Regions from separate parts of the Mus musculus genome. Here region 2 is linked to region 1. A link is a contact called in public promoter capture Hi-C data. All regions are on one chromosome and are shown on one strand. The core of a region is the stretch at or near the end of the contact, and the rest is flanking DNA. Distances in the headings are between cores, read along the strand shown.

Region 1 (5,846 bases), core at 3,033-5,532:
ACCTCTGGTAGTTCTTGTATTTTTCAGGATTGTTTCGATTATCCTGTGCTTTTGTGTTTTTATGTGAATCTATAGATTATTCTTTCGATTTCTACTAGGTTGTGTTGGAATTTTGATGGGGATTGTATTGAATCTTAGATTGTGTTTTGGTAGGATGGCTGATTTCACAATATTAATCTTAGTGATTCATGATCATGAGAGATCTTTCTATTTTCTGATGTCTTCTTTAATTTTTTCCTTCAATGTCTTAAGGTTTTTATTTCATTATGGGTTTAAAATTCATTCATGCCAGCTGCATTTCCTGAGTGCAGTAGATATGTTAGGTAGTGCTTAGTGCTTTGAACTGTGTAGATTACAGAGCATTTATATCATGGTTGGATTCTCAATTGGATAAAGAGGTGATAAGCCTATTGCAATACTATTCATATAACCTGTTATGGTTTGTATATGCTTGACCCAGGCAGTAGCACTATTTGAAGGTGTGTCCTTATTTGAGTAAGTGTGGCCTTGTTTGAGTAGGTGTGGCCTTGTTGGGAGTAGGTATGGCCTTTTGGAGTAGTTGTTTCACTGAGTGTGGCCTATAAGACCCTCATCTTAGCTTCTTGGAAGCCAGTCTTCTCCTAGCAGCCTTCAGATGAAGATCTAGAACTCTCAGCTCCTCCTACACCATGCCTGCTTGGATGCTGCCATGTTCCTGCCTTGATGATAATGGACTGAGCCTCTGCATCTGTAATCTAGCCCCAATTAAATGCTGCTCTTATAAGAGTTGCCTTGGTCAGGGTGTCTGTTCACAGCAGTAAAACCCTAACTAAGACACACTCCAAACTGAGCTATGTGGGAGACTGCTCTATATTATAGATTTTCAAATTACCAGTCTACTCTTCTGTAAGTTTTTTTCTGTATTTCCCAGTCATGTAATAAACAGTGACCAACTTGGGGAACAGTGCTTACAATGAAGTCAGCTTGGAATCTACCCCTGTTTACATAATCTATGTCTGGGCTTAATGCCTAGAGGACTTTGGAGGTGTTCTACATAAAGTCCATGGAATGACTGCATCTTGTCAGAGATAAGTGTTGAGGGACTAATTTTTCATGTAACAGTGCAATCCTTCCTTCTTACCGGTTGTTTTGAGACAGGCTTCCACTCTGTTGCCCAGACTGACCTGGAGCCTCTGGGCTCACACCAGGGCAGTAGTAGGTCATGCTTTATCAGACCTGGCACCAAAACAGGCTTTCCTTTCCTTCTATTTATTTTTTAAGTTCATTATCAGTTTAAGTATATTTTCGTATGTATACTCACTGCCTTTGTGTCTAGTGCTCATGGAATGTGCTGAATCCCCTGTAAGTGAAGTCATGGATGATTGTGAACCACCACGTGATTCTGTGTACTGAGTCTAGGTTTTCTGCAAGGGTAGCCAGGGACTCTGAAGCACCAAGCCTTCTATCCTTTAATATGCGTGTGTGTGTGTGTGTGTGTGTGTGTGTGTAATGAAAACCAAGTCCTGGGTCTTGAGCATTCTAAGCTAATGAACGCACCACAGGAAGCTGACATGTTGGATGTTTTAAGGAGGACACAGAGCCAGAACATTCTCACTTGATACCAGGTTGCAAAGTTTGAGCACCACCTTGGTTGGCCTATTGCCTTTGTCCTTCCTTTGAAGCTTTGGGTTTTCTAAACCTGCCAGACAGGTTTGGGTCTCATCCAAACTAACTGGTTAAGTAAAGATGATGAAGCTCTGCCTTGAGCCTGTAGCACAAGTGACTGTCACATGTAGGCTGGAATTGATTAGAACCTCCCTGGGAAGGGACACCAATGCCAGCCACCCTCTTCCTCTTTAGACTCTGCACAAAGGTCAGAGAGTATCTCTTTCTAAAAAGGAGGTGATCAGGCAAGATTTGTTCTTACACTGATGAACTCACTGCAAGGGAAGCTTTGCCTCTTTGAGAGACAAGGTGAGAATCTCCATTCCTTTGTTCCTCACGCACTCCAGCATCTCTCAGCGCTGGTGATGATAGACGAGAGAGGCCTCCTCCCTTAATTTTTCATTTTCAGTCGTCATTCTTATGTTCACCACAGATTGGATTGATTCACACTTCAGATTTTTAAATGTTTGCCTGTTTGAAGTCTTGATTTATTACTTTTATTGTATGGGTGAGTGCTCTGTTTGCTGGTAAGTGTACAATGTGCATGCAATGCCTGCAGAAGCCAGAGGAGATCATCTGAGTGTCCGGAACTAGACTAAGGACAGTTAAGTCACTAGGTGGGCTTTGGAGAGCAAACCTGGGTCCTCTGCAATAGCAAGCACCAGTGCTCTTGATTGCTGAGCCAGCTCTTCAGCCCCTTAAACTATTTTAAAAAGATAATTAAAAAATGATTTATTTATTTATAAGTACACTGTAGCTGTCTTCAGACACACCAGAAGAGGGCACGAGGTCTCATTACAGATGGCGTGAGCCACCATGTGGTTGCTGGGATTTGAACTCAGGACCTTCGGAAGAGCATTCAGTGCTTTTAACCACTGAGCCATCTCTCCAGGCCCAGATATTTTATTCTTGATTCTGTGTTCTCTGCATGGGTATGGACACCAAAGTATGTTTGATTCCCTAGAGCTGGACTATATTAGATTTGGGGTACCAGGTGGGGTACCAGGTGGGTGCTGGGGACCAAACTTTGCAAGAGTAGAACATGCTTTTTACCTCTGACCCACCTTTCCAGTCCCTGAAAAAAAATATATATTTTAAGTTTTTATGTGTTTGCCTGCTTATATGTCTGTGCACCATTTGTATGCAGTGCCTGGAGGCCAGAGTAGAGCATCAGATCTCCTGGAACTGGCATTACAGATGGCCCTGTGCTACTATGTGGAAAGCAAATCTGGTTATCTGGAAAAGTAGCCAGTGCTTTTAGCTGTAGAGCCATTGTTCTAATTCCAACTTAAATTTTATTAAACCATTTTTGTCATAATTGAGGTTTTGTGTCTACCAGGTGTGGTAGTGAGTGTGGGACAAAAGGGTTAAGAAAACCCACCAGTCCCTGAACAAGAAAACCCACTAATCTCTGAAGAGCAAAACCCACCAACCCCTGCGCTCACCCAAGCTTGGCTTGGAAAGCTCCACCTCCAAGCCCCAACAATCCTATATAAGATAAATATATAAGCCTATATAAGCCCTGCCTTCTGCTCAGTTCCCTGCTGCTTTTCATCGGAGCAGTGGCAGCCACTCTCTTGGGTTTTGCCTTTCTACTAAACCTCTTGTGTGAGGTCTTGTGTGTGATGTGACTTTGTGGTATTCTTTGGCTCTGGATTGCCAGGATCCCTCTCTAGTAAAGATGTAACCCTTTCACTGGAGCATCCTCTCCTGGAGCAGAGAGCTGTTACACTTGTATTGGGAAAACTCCCCCCTCCTGCAGCCCGGAGCAGAGCTGTAACACTTGTGAAGGGGAAGTCTTTCCCTTCAGGGCTGCAGTACAGATCCTAGCCCTGGGGAGGTAGAGACAAAGAATGTAGTCATTTTAGCTACACATCAAATGCAAAGCTAGCCTGGGCTACATGTAGTAGGCTCAAAGCTCATACCTCCATCATCTTAAAACGGGGCTCCATTGTGTGTGCTGGCTAACCTCAAACTCAGGACCCATCTGCCTCTGCTTCTTGAGTGCTGGGAATAACCTGTATGTATTATCATGCCCAGCTTTGAAGTCTTTGATTCGCCCACTGGGGCCTGTCATGGGAACTGAGATTGCATTTTACCAAATTAACATTTGTTTTTCCTGTTTGTCACTTAGATTTTCCTCAAAGTTTGGAGTTGGCATCATTTTCTGTGCTAAGTACAGGGATATATATGACGGGGCATACGATAGAGCTGTGTCCTTGTTCTTAGAAATGTACTCAGCAAGAGAAACAAGGCATTGTTAAGTCACAATAAAGGAAAAAAAAACCTACAATTTTGCTTTCGAACTTGAGTTTTATTACTGTTCAAAATTTAATTTGTAAGCAGGATAGTTAAGGCATTTGTTTATAGAAAAGTACATCTGTTTTAGCTTGGTGGTGATGAATTTAGGAATAACTGAAATTCTCTAATCTGCTTTACTGGGGTGTGTTAGAACCGAGGGAGGATGCTCTTATACAACTTTGGAGGGAAGAACGTGAGGGCGCGTGAAAGCCCACAAAGTATTTCCACAAATTGCTCAGTCTAACCTACAGATCACCACATAGATGCCATAGAGGCGTGGCTCCGTCGGGGAGTGCGGCCCAGCCAGCTCGAAACTACAGTTCCCAGAAGGCTTCGCGAGCCCAGGAGGGAAGCGGGGCCGCGGCAGGAAAGGCGCGAGCGAGCGGAGGCGGCGGCTGGTGCCCACCCCAGCGCGGTCTGGTTGGCAGCCGTCGGTGCGGCGGACTGACTCGGCTTAGCATCCTAGCGTTCCTGGGCGCCGGCCGCAGCGAGCTCGCTCCTTCTCCCGGCCTGTGCGGGGATGTAGGGCGCGGGTCGCGGAGGCCGCGGGCGCGGCGGGGGCTTCGCGGAGGCCGCGCCGAGGATGGAGAGAGCGATGGAGCAGCTCAACCGTCTGACGCGCTCGCTGCGCCGCGCGCGCACCGTGGAGCTGCCCGAGGGTGAGGCGCCCGGAGAACGCGCGCTGCACTTTTCCGAGGCTGGCGGGCGGGGGGAGTCGGCGGGAGGCGCGGGGGCGCGGCCGGCGGGGGCTGGGGCTGGGGCGGGGACGGGGACCGGGGACGGGGACGGGCTGTCCGGTGGGGTTCGGTCCGAGCGGAAATGCGTTCCGCGGGGTCCGGGCCCCGCACTGGGAAAGGGTGCGGTGGCGCCTCGCACGGGCTCGGGCTGGGGACGTGCTGGGTTTGCTTAAGCTACAGAGTGAGGTAGGCGGGCTAGGATTTATTTGAAATGCGGGGCGCCTCGGTTTTGGCACTAGACAAAGGTTGGCAGCCACCAGACAGGTGTGTTTGTGCAGCTCTGTTGGTGTAGCAGGCATTCCTGCTGTAGCTTGCCTGCCTCCATCGTTTAGTCCTGCAGACTTGGGTTGAGTGGGCTGGGTGAGAACTCTGTGTGTGTGTGTGTGTGTGTGTGTGTGTGTGAATTGTGGGCTGGGTGAGAACTCTGTGTGTGTGTGTGTGTGTGTGTGTGTGTGTGTGAATTCACACCGGAATAAAAGCTCTGTTTCGAACTTTTGCTTTGGCAAACTCCAAATAGAGGAGGTGGGGCGGGGCTGGGGGCGTTGTTTGATGCCTTGTGAAGTCAGACTAATTTTAGTGGCGGTGAGACAAGGCAGTCAGGTTTGTAACCCAGGCTGGCTGCAAACTTTAGAGCCTCCTGCCTCAGCCTTCCAAGAATTTGGATTCTAGGCATTCGCCTACCTTGCTCTGCTCAGTTTGCTTTATTCCACCTCCCCCCCCGCCCCCCCACCAACTTCGTTTTAGTTAGCTAAGGAGAGTGATGAAAAGAAATGTGGAGTTTGTGAGTTTGGGGATACTTTTTTTTTTTTTTTTGAAAAGTTTTATTCTTTATGATTCTGAGTAGAGAAAATTTGTGGCAACTGTTTCTGAGTATATATATATATATATATATATATATATATTAATTTGTTACTTTCCTAGACTGAAACAATTTAGAACAATCTAGTTTTAGGAAGTAAACGTCAGCTTCAACTTTTTCTTTATTTCCTCTGTGAATCTTTTCACTAGGGGCTGCTTTCACATATTTCCTGATGTCATGCTATCTATTGGTAACAGCTGATGAGGGCTGTGTGCGTAGGTTATTAACATTGCTATTTGTATTGTTAACTTATATCCGGCATTTTGCATAAATATGATATAAAAGGCTTTGATAATATTTCCTGG
Region 2 (6,247 bases), core at 2,097-4,596, 230 kb after region 1:
GGTATCTACTAGAGGTTTGCCTTCATCCCTCATCTTTTCCTAGGGCTGATTTTTACTAGAAAATATACAATGGTGCTGGAGAGATGGCTCAGCGGTTAAGAGCACGCACTCACAGGCTGCTCTTCCAGAGGACCTGGGTTCAATTCCTAGCACCCACACAACAGCTTACAACTGTCTATAACTCCAGTTCCAGGGGATATGACACCTTCACACAGACAGACACACAGGCAGGAAAAACACCAATGCACATAAAATAAAAATAAATAAATTTTTAAAAAGGAAAGAAAAAAAATATGCTGAAAAAGAATGCACTTAGAATAGGAACTGAAATTTTTAGAGAATAGTAAAAAATGTTTTTAAAAAATCGGTTATTTTAAAAGTCAAATCCAAAAGCTGTGAAAATAAGCTTTGTTTTGGGATGAAATTAATGTAATTCAAAAAGATCAGAGTCAGTGAGTCAAGATTGACTCATTTCTGGTAAAAAGATGTTTGAAGACAAATTTATGAGTGTGCATTTATTTATTTATTTATTTATTTATTTATATTTATTTTTGCATCATGAGCAAACCTTTGAGGGATTCACCATTTTTCCTATGTTAGGTGGAATGGGAATAATTTTACTTCTCTGTGCCCAGCTGTTATTTTCTTGCTCATTTCCTATTACTTTAACTGTCAAGGGCTTTCCTGTGGGACTCTTTTCATAGCGATTCTCCGTAATCCCGTCAGTTCTCAACCATAACTTTTGTTGACTGTAGAATTGTTAATATTTTTGCAAATTTAGCAGTTTTCCTTTTCAATCACCTTGTTCTCGCATGGATAGGCTTTTTAAAATCGGCATTTGTAACATCTGGAACTACTGTGGCAAAGTGAATAACAAGACAGGCCCAAGCAAAGCTCTGGGTCTTGTGAATGTTGAAGGGCACTTTGCGACTGTGACTGAGTTAAGAATTTTGAGATTCTTTTTTTTAATTAAGTAATTAATTAATTAGCATTAATGCTGACTTTCCCCTGTCGACTTCCCCCCTCACAGAGATCCTCCCTCCAATCTCCCTTCCCTCCTCCTCTGAGAGGATGGAGCCCCCACCCCTCCTCCAACCCCTCTCTGCCCTGGTTGCATCAAATCTCAGCCAGGGTAGGCGTATGCTTTCTCACTGAGGGCAGACAAAGTAGCTCTATTGGGGAACGGATACCGTAGTCAGGCTATAGCTTTATTGAGAGCCTCCCCTCCAGTTGGTGGGGGCCCACATGGAGACTGAGCTGCACCTCTGCTACATAGGTGTTGGGGGTCTGGTTCAAGCCCGTGTGCGTTCTTGGGTTGGCGGCTCAGTCTCTGAGAGCTTCCAGAGGAATATTGAGATCTTAAAGACCTTATTCTGGGCTATTCCGGTGGATCTGATGCAACCACAGAGGTCCTTAAGAAAGACAGGAGATGAGGGTGGGTATAGCTGGTGCCATACTGGAAGAGGAGGTTGGGCTCATGAAACCATGAGCCAAGGAAAGCCCGCTGGCCCTGGAAATGAAAATTGGCAGGGACAAGTTCTCTTCTGAACTTCCAGAGGGAACGAGCTTGACAAAAATACACATCTTGCCCCCTAAGATTTACTTTAGACTTCTCATCTCCAGGAATGTAAGAATAAATTTATGGTGCCTTCAGCCACTAGGTGACGAGTGGTGCTCCTTAGCTGCAGTGTGTGTGTGTGTGTTGGGGGATGGGGGGGGGGAGAGCGGGTGGGGGTGGGGGTTGGGTGGGGATATGCCAAACTTGCGACAAGAGAGAGGAGGGAATGCAGGTTTTTGAGCAGCGTGGGCTAGACAGAATCAATTCACTGGTGAATGTTTTAATGACTAGTTTCTCCAGGTAGCATCGAATTATGGTGTATGAGTCTCTGTGTGCATCCGGTATGCACCTGTGTAATCTTGTGTATGTGAGTGTTACAAGAAAAACAAGTATTAATAAGAAATGTATAGAGGGGTTTTCCCATTCTCTGTTTTGTCCGTACCTGGGGTTCCTCCCAGTTGGGGAATTGGCCATGACACATACTGAAGAAGCCATATTGGTTTGATGTGTAAGAATGAACCTGAAACTACCCAGGAAAAAAGGCAAGTGAGCACTCTAGCCAGTGATCTGGGAATATGGTAGAGCCAGAATGAGTGTAGATGCTGCTGTGCCAACTAGTAGGTGTTGGGGTGAGGAGGAAGTCAGGGAATTTGTAGAAAGATGTAATTTATATGTCAGCCACTCCCAAGCTGCTCTCCTTTATGTAAATCACCAATCCCCAGCAAGTGCTTGGCTTTTCTGCCAACTTTTTATTTATCTGTTTGTTTATTTGGTGTTGGGAGTTGACTCCAGAGCCTTGTGCATGCTGAGCACATGGTCTGCCACTTAGCCACACTTGTCATCTCTTGCCAGAGGCTTCTCAGCCAGGTGTTTGAACCTGAGCTCTGGGCTGACACCAGAGTTGCTTGCTTCAGGCGCTGTTGATCTTCTCTCAGGACGTGACTTTGCAGTGCTTTTGGAGCCGAGGTTTGATGGGCAAGACCTCCCTAGCCTTGGCTCTCTGCTTCTGGACCTTATTTACCGGCCTCTCTGACCTTGCAGAAGTCAAACATCTGTCGTTCCTAATTTCTTTCTCTGGTCAGTCTCCCTGGCCTTTCCCGTGCCTTGGATGTTCCGCTCTGGAGAGCATTCTGTACATATTGATGAGCAGTATGTGGGAATTTGAGGGCAAAGTCAATGGAGCCTGTGTATCTGCACATAAAAGCTTACATCCTGGTACCACTTACTTGCCAGCAACCCAAGCCCGGTTCTGATTAATAACAGCTATGATTGTAACCAGATTCGCAGCATGTGGCCCAGAGGAAACAAAGACTGTGAAGCCAATTTCCACACAGGCTTCGAGACTGTCAGCGTGAAGCACTGACTGGGGGCTTCTGTGCGGTTTCAATTAGAGTTCTCTCTTTTCTATGCCCTCTTTCCTCTCCCCAGAGATTAAATACCAGTTTCAGCTTTGCTCTCTCCGTGTTATTGGGCTCTTGGGTGCTGCCTGCGTTTATCCCACCGTGTGCAGTGAGAGTTGAGGGTCTTTATTGTTATTTCCCCCCCTCTGTTGAGGTTTGGATAATGATTAACAGTTGGTCAGACAGGTCGTTCAAGGGGCACAGTTTGCTTCAATTCTACTACAGACCCGCATGTGGCCTGGCTTCTCAGTCCAAGCAATGTCCCTCGCTGGAGAAACGGACTCTGCCTGAGGATTTCTGTCTTGAACTGATAAGGTTGTGGGAGGACACAATGGGATTTCTTCTTAGGCTCCCAGCATCCAACAGTGCAGCATCCATGCGGACTTCCGTTGTCCTGCCAGAATTCCAGGAAACTAGGCAGAATGGAAAGTTCCAGGGCCTCCATGTGCCCCTCCCACAAGTACCCTGTGGACTAACACTGTATGCCTCTGCTCCGGCATACACGAAGGTGTAATTAAGTCTCTGGTGATTACTATTGAGAATGAATAGCACCGGAAGTGCAAAATAAAGCCGTATTCCTTGGTCTGAGGGAGAAGCAAGGATCAGTGTCAGCATTTTTTCCTCCCACAATGGTGAAACAGGTATGTCAGAGTTACCTTTTTTTTCCCCTTCTATGTGAATTTTGCGTGAGCAGAAAGACTTTCCAATATAAAGTCATTTACTAAACTGAGAGGAAAATTCTTAGATAGATGTCTATGTTTTGCCTGGTGGCTGACATGCAAGGATTATTTTGACAGAAAGTAAATAGCAAGGCAGTATGAGAGACTTGAGAAGAAAAAAAAATGGTTCAGCTCATGTGTTATTTAGTGAACAGGCCCAATCAATTTAACTTCCACTGCCAGAGGAGGGAGTTATGTGGCTGTATTGGGCAAGGCTCACAAATTATAATCAAGAAGTAAATAATATTGAAACCTTACAAATTGAATTTTTATTAAGAAATTCATCTCTGGTTACCTCAGGGTTTATAAAATTTTTTAGTACTTGTGGAAGAAGGCAGTATATCTCAATGTACAATACCAGATTGATTGGGGTGAGTAATTTTAACTTTTTAGGGTCAGAAATATACCTCACCTTTTAAAACAGGCTTAATGGGAAGGAAGCTGACAAATGTGCTATAAAAGACAGTCTATGCCTTCTTACATTGCCTTTTATCCACATTACCACTCCTGCTGTGGGTCCCATGTACTTTACAAATTGGGATTAATGGCTTTTTTTTTTGCATGAGAGTTTCAAGGTCACAATTTCATAAATCGTGCAAATAAACAAATCCTCTCTATCATCGACTCTGTGTACTTAACATTTTTATATTTATTACTTTCTGCATTTATAAGATACTGGAACTGCTATTAATAATTTGTATTTCCTGTACAGGCATATAGCTTAGCTCGAAAATGTGAGTGGAAACTTTAACACCACATTTTTCAAGGATGACCAAGTGGAGATGTTTTCTGTTCATGCACGGCTCATTGCCATAGTTTCTTCAGTTAAAGCAGAAATAACAGCAACTGACCTTTGAGAGTATTATATGAAAGGCATTTTGCATGTAGATTGTTATTTCAGAAAGCTATATATATCAATATATTATTGATAGCATGTTATAGTGAGAAGAATTCTAGGCCAAGTTTCAGGTCTTGCTATGTTATTAATGGCAGTGTCAGATGGGTTTTGAGTGACAATGTACCCTTGCTCTCAAAGTCCATGTCTCTCCATGCCTATCACCATTTAAAATATTTATTTGCTTTTGTTTTGTTGGTGTATGTTTCGCCTGCATGAACATATGTGCACCTTGTGCATGCCCCTGGCATCTGAGGGGGCCAGAAGAGGGTGTCAGATCCCTTGGAACTGGAGTTACTGTGTGCTGCCACGTAGTTGTTAGGAACTCAATGGTCCTGCCCTCAGTGGTCTTCACTGCAGAGCCATCCCTATAGCCTCGACAACCGTTTTCTCAAGAGTGTTATCCTGCTTTAGTTTTGCCCCATGGTGTCTGACACACGGGGGATATGATGAGAGGAACTTAAGGAGGGTTATTTCAGCTCACAGTTCAAGGGTATAGGCTAGCATGTTGGGGAAGTCCCAGCAGCAGAGACTGAGGTAGCTCTTCACATTGCAGAAAAGCAGCAAAGCGGAAGGGGCAGACACATGCATGCTAGTGCTCAGTCACTTCTGCTTTCTCAGGTGTAAGACCCACAGTGGATCTTCCTGCAACACAACATAATCTAGACACCCGTCCCACCCATGCTCAAGGTCCCTTCTCCCAGGCGACGCCAGATTCTGTCAAGTTGACAATTAACTCCAACCTTCACTCTTTTTGATAGAAAGAAAACATCCACTTCCCATTTGATTGACCACAGCAGTTCATATAGATCTACTTCTTTTGCCTGGGCAGTTAAGTGCAGTATTCTCCCATTCCAGGAAGCAGGGTACACCATCAACAAACGGCATGGTCACAAAAGCTTTCAGAAAAAATGTAAAATAAATAAAACTGCTTTTCCTTTCCAGGCCTTTCTCCAAGAATAAGACTCTGAGACTAATTATTTATTAATAAATGTCTTTGCTACGAGCCTTGACTCATTCTCTGACTAGCTTGTAACTTATTTAACCCATCCAAACTATTTTATATCTTCCACACAGCCTGTAACCTCTCCTTCTGTCCTGACCTCTTTCTTCCTCAGTGTCTCCCCTAGCATCTCCCCTTATTCACTCCTTTATATCTCTCCTATTTCCCAGAATCCTCTCTCTTCCTGCCATTGTCCCACCTCCTTTTTCCTGCTTCAGCTCATTGGCCATCGGCATTTTATTGACAGGTGTTGCTTATAAGAGATTCTCTCTAGAAATAAATTCATGTTAAATTTTGATATAAGTATATATTGATATTAAATTTCTAACATGGGCCAGGCTGTGGTGATGCATGCCTTTAATCCCAGCACTTGGGAGGCAGAGGCAGGCAGATTTCTGAGTTCAAGGCCAGCCTGGTCTACAGAGTGAGTTCCAGGACAGCCAGGTCTATGCAGAGAAACCCTGTCTCGAAAAACAAAAACAAACAAACAAAAAATTCTAATATGGAACAGTGACACCTTTAAGTGTTCACTGGACATGTTCCTAGAGTACAGAAAATATATAGCTGTTCTAAAGATGGTTCTGTTTCTGTTACACACATTGCTGAATTGTAATATCTTTGTTTTCTTTCAGAAGGTCCCTTTACTCAGGGGTCTTACAGACTTAGGCTCCA

Evidence for each region. Promoter capture Hi-C pulls out the DNA fragments that hold promoters and counts their contacts.
Region 2: a promoter capture Hi-C map of pre-B cells shows a contact between it and region 1, with 2.8 times the contacts expected there. The contact joins the promoter of D030045P18Rik here to the promoter of Hace1 in region 1. A contact is called at or near these places in 3 of 39 promoter capture datasets (cranial neural crest, hippocampal neurons and pre-B cells) and 1 of 115 datasets of contacts at active chromatin or transcription factors (differentiating embryonic stem cells).

Annotation. Positions count from the first base shown.
Region 1 is chr10:45,573,547-45,579,392 of GRCm38.p6, forward strand. It overlaps Hace1 (HECT domain and ankyrin repeat containing, E3 ubiquitin protein ligase 1), which reads left to right and starts at 4,283. Exons shown (of 24, transcript NM_172473.3): 1 at 4,283-4,604. The coding sequence starts at 4,529.
Region 2 is chr10:45,804,358-45,810,604 of GRCm38.p6, forward strand. D030045P18Rik (RIKEN cDNA D030045P18 gene) reads left to right here and starts at 3,347. Exons shown (of 3, transcript NR_040624.1): 1 at 3,347-3,599.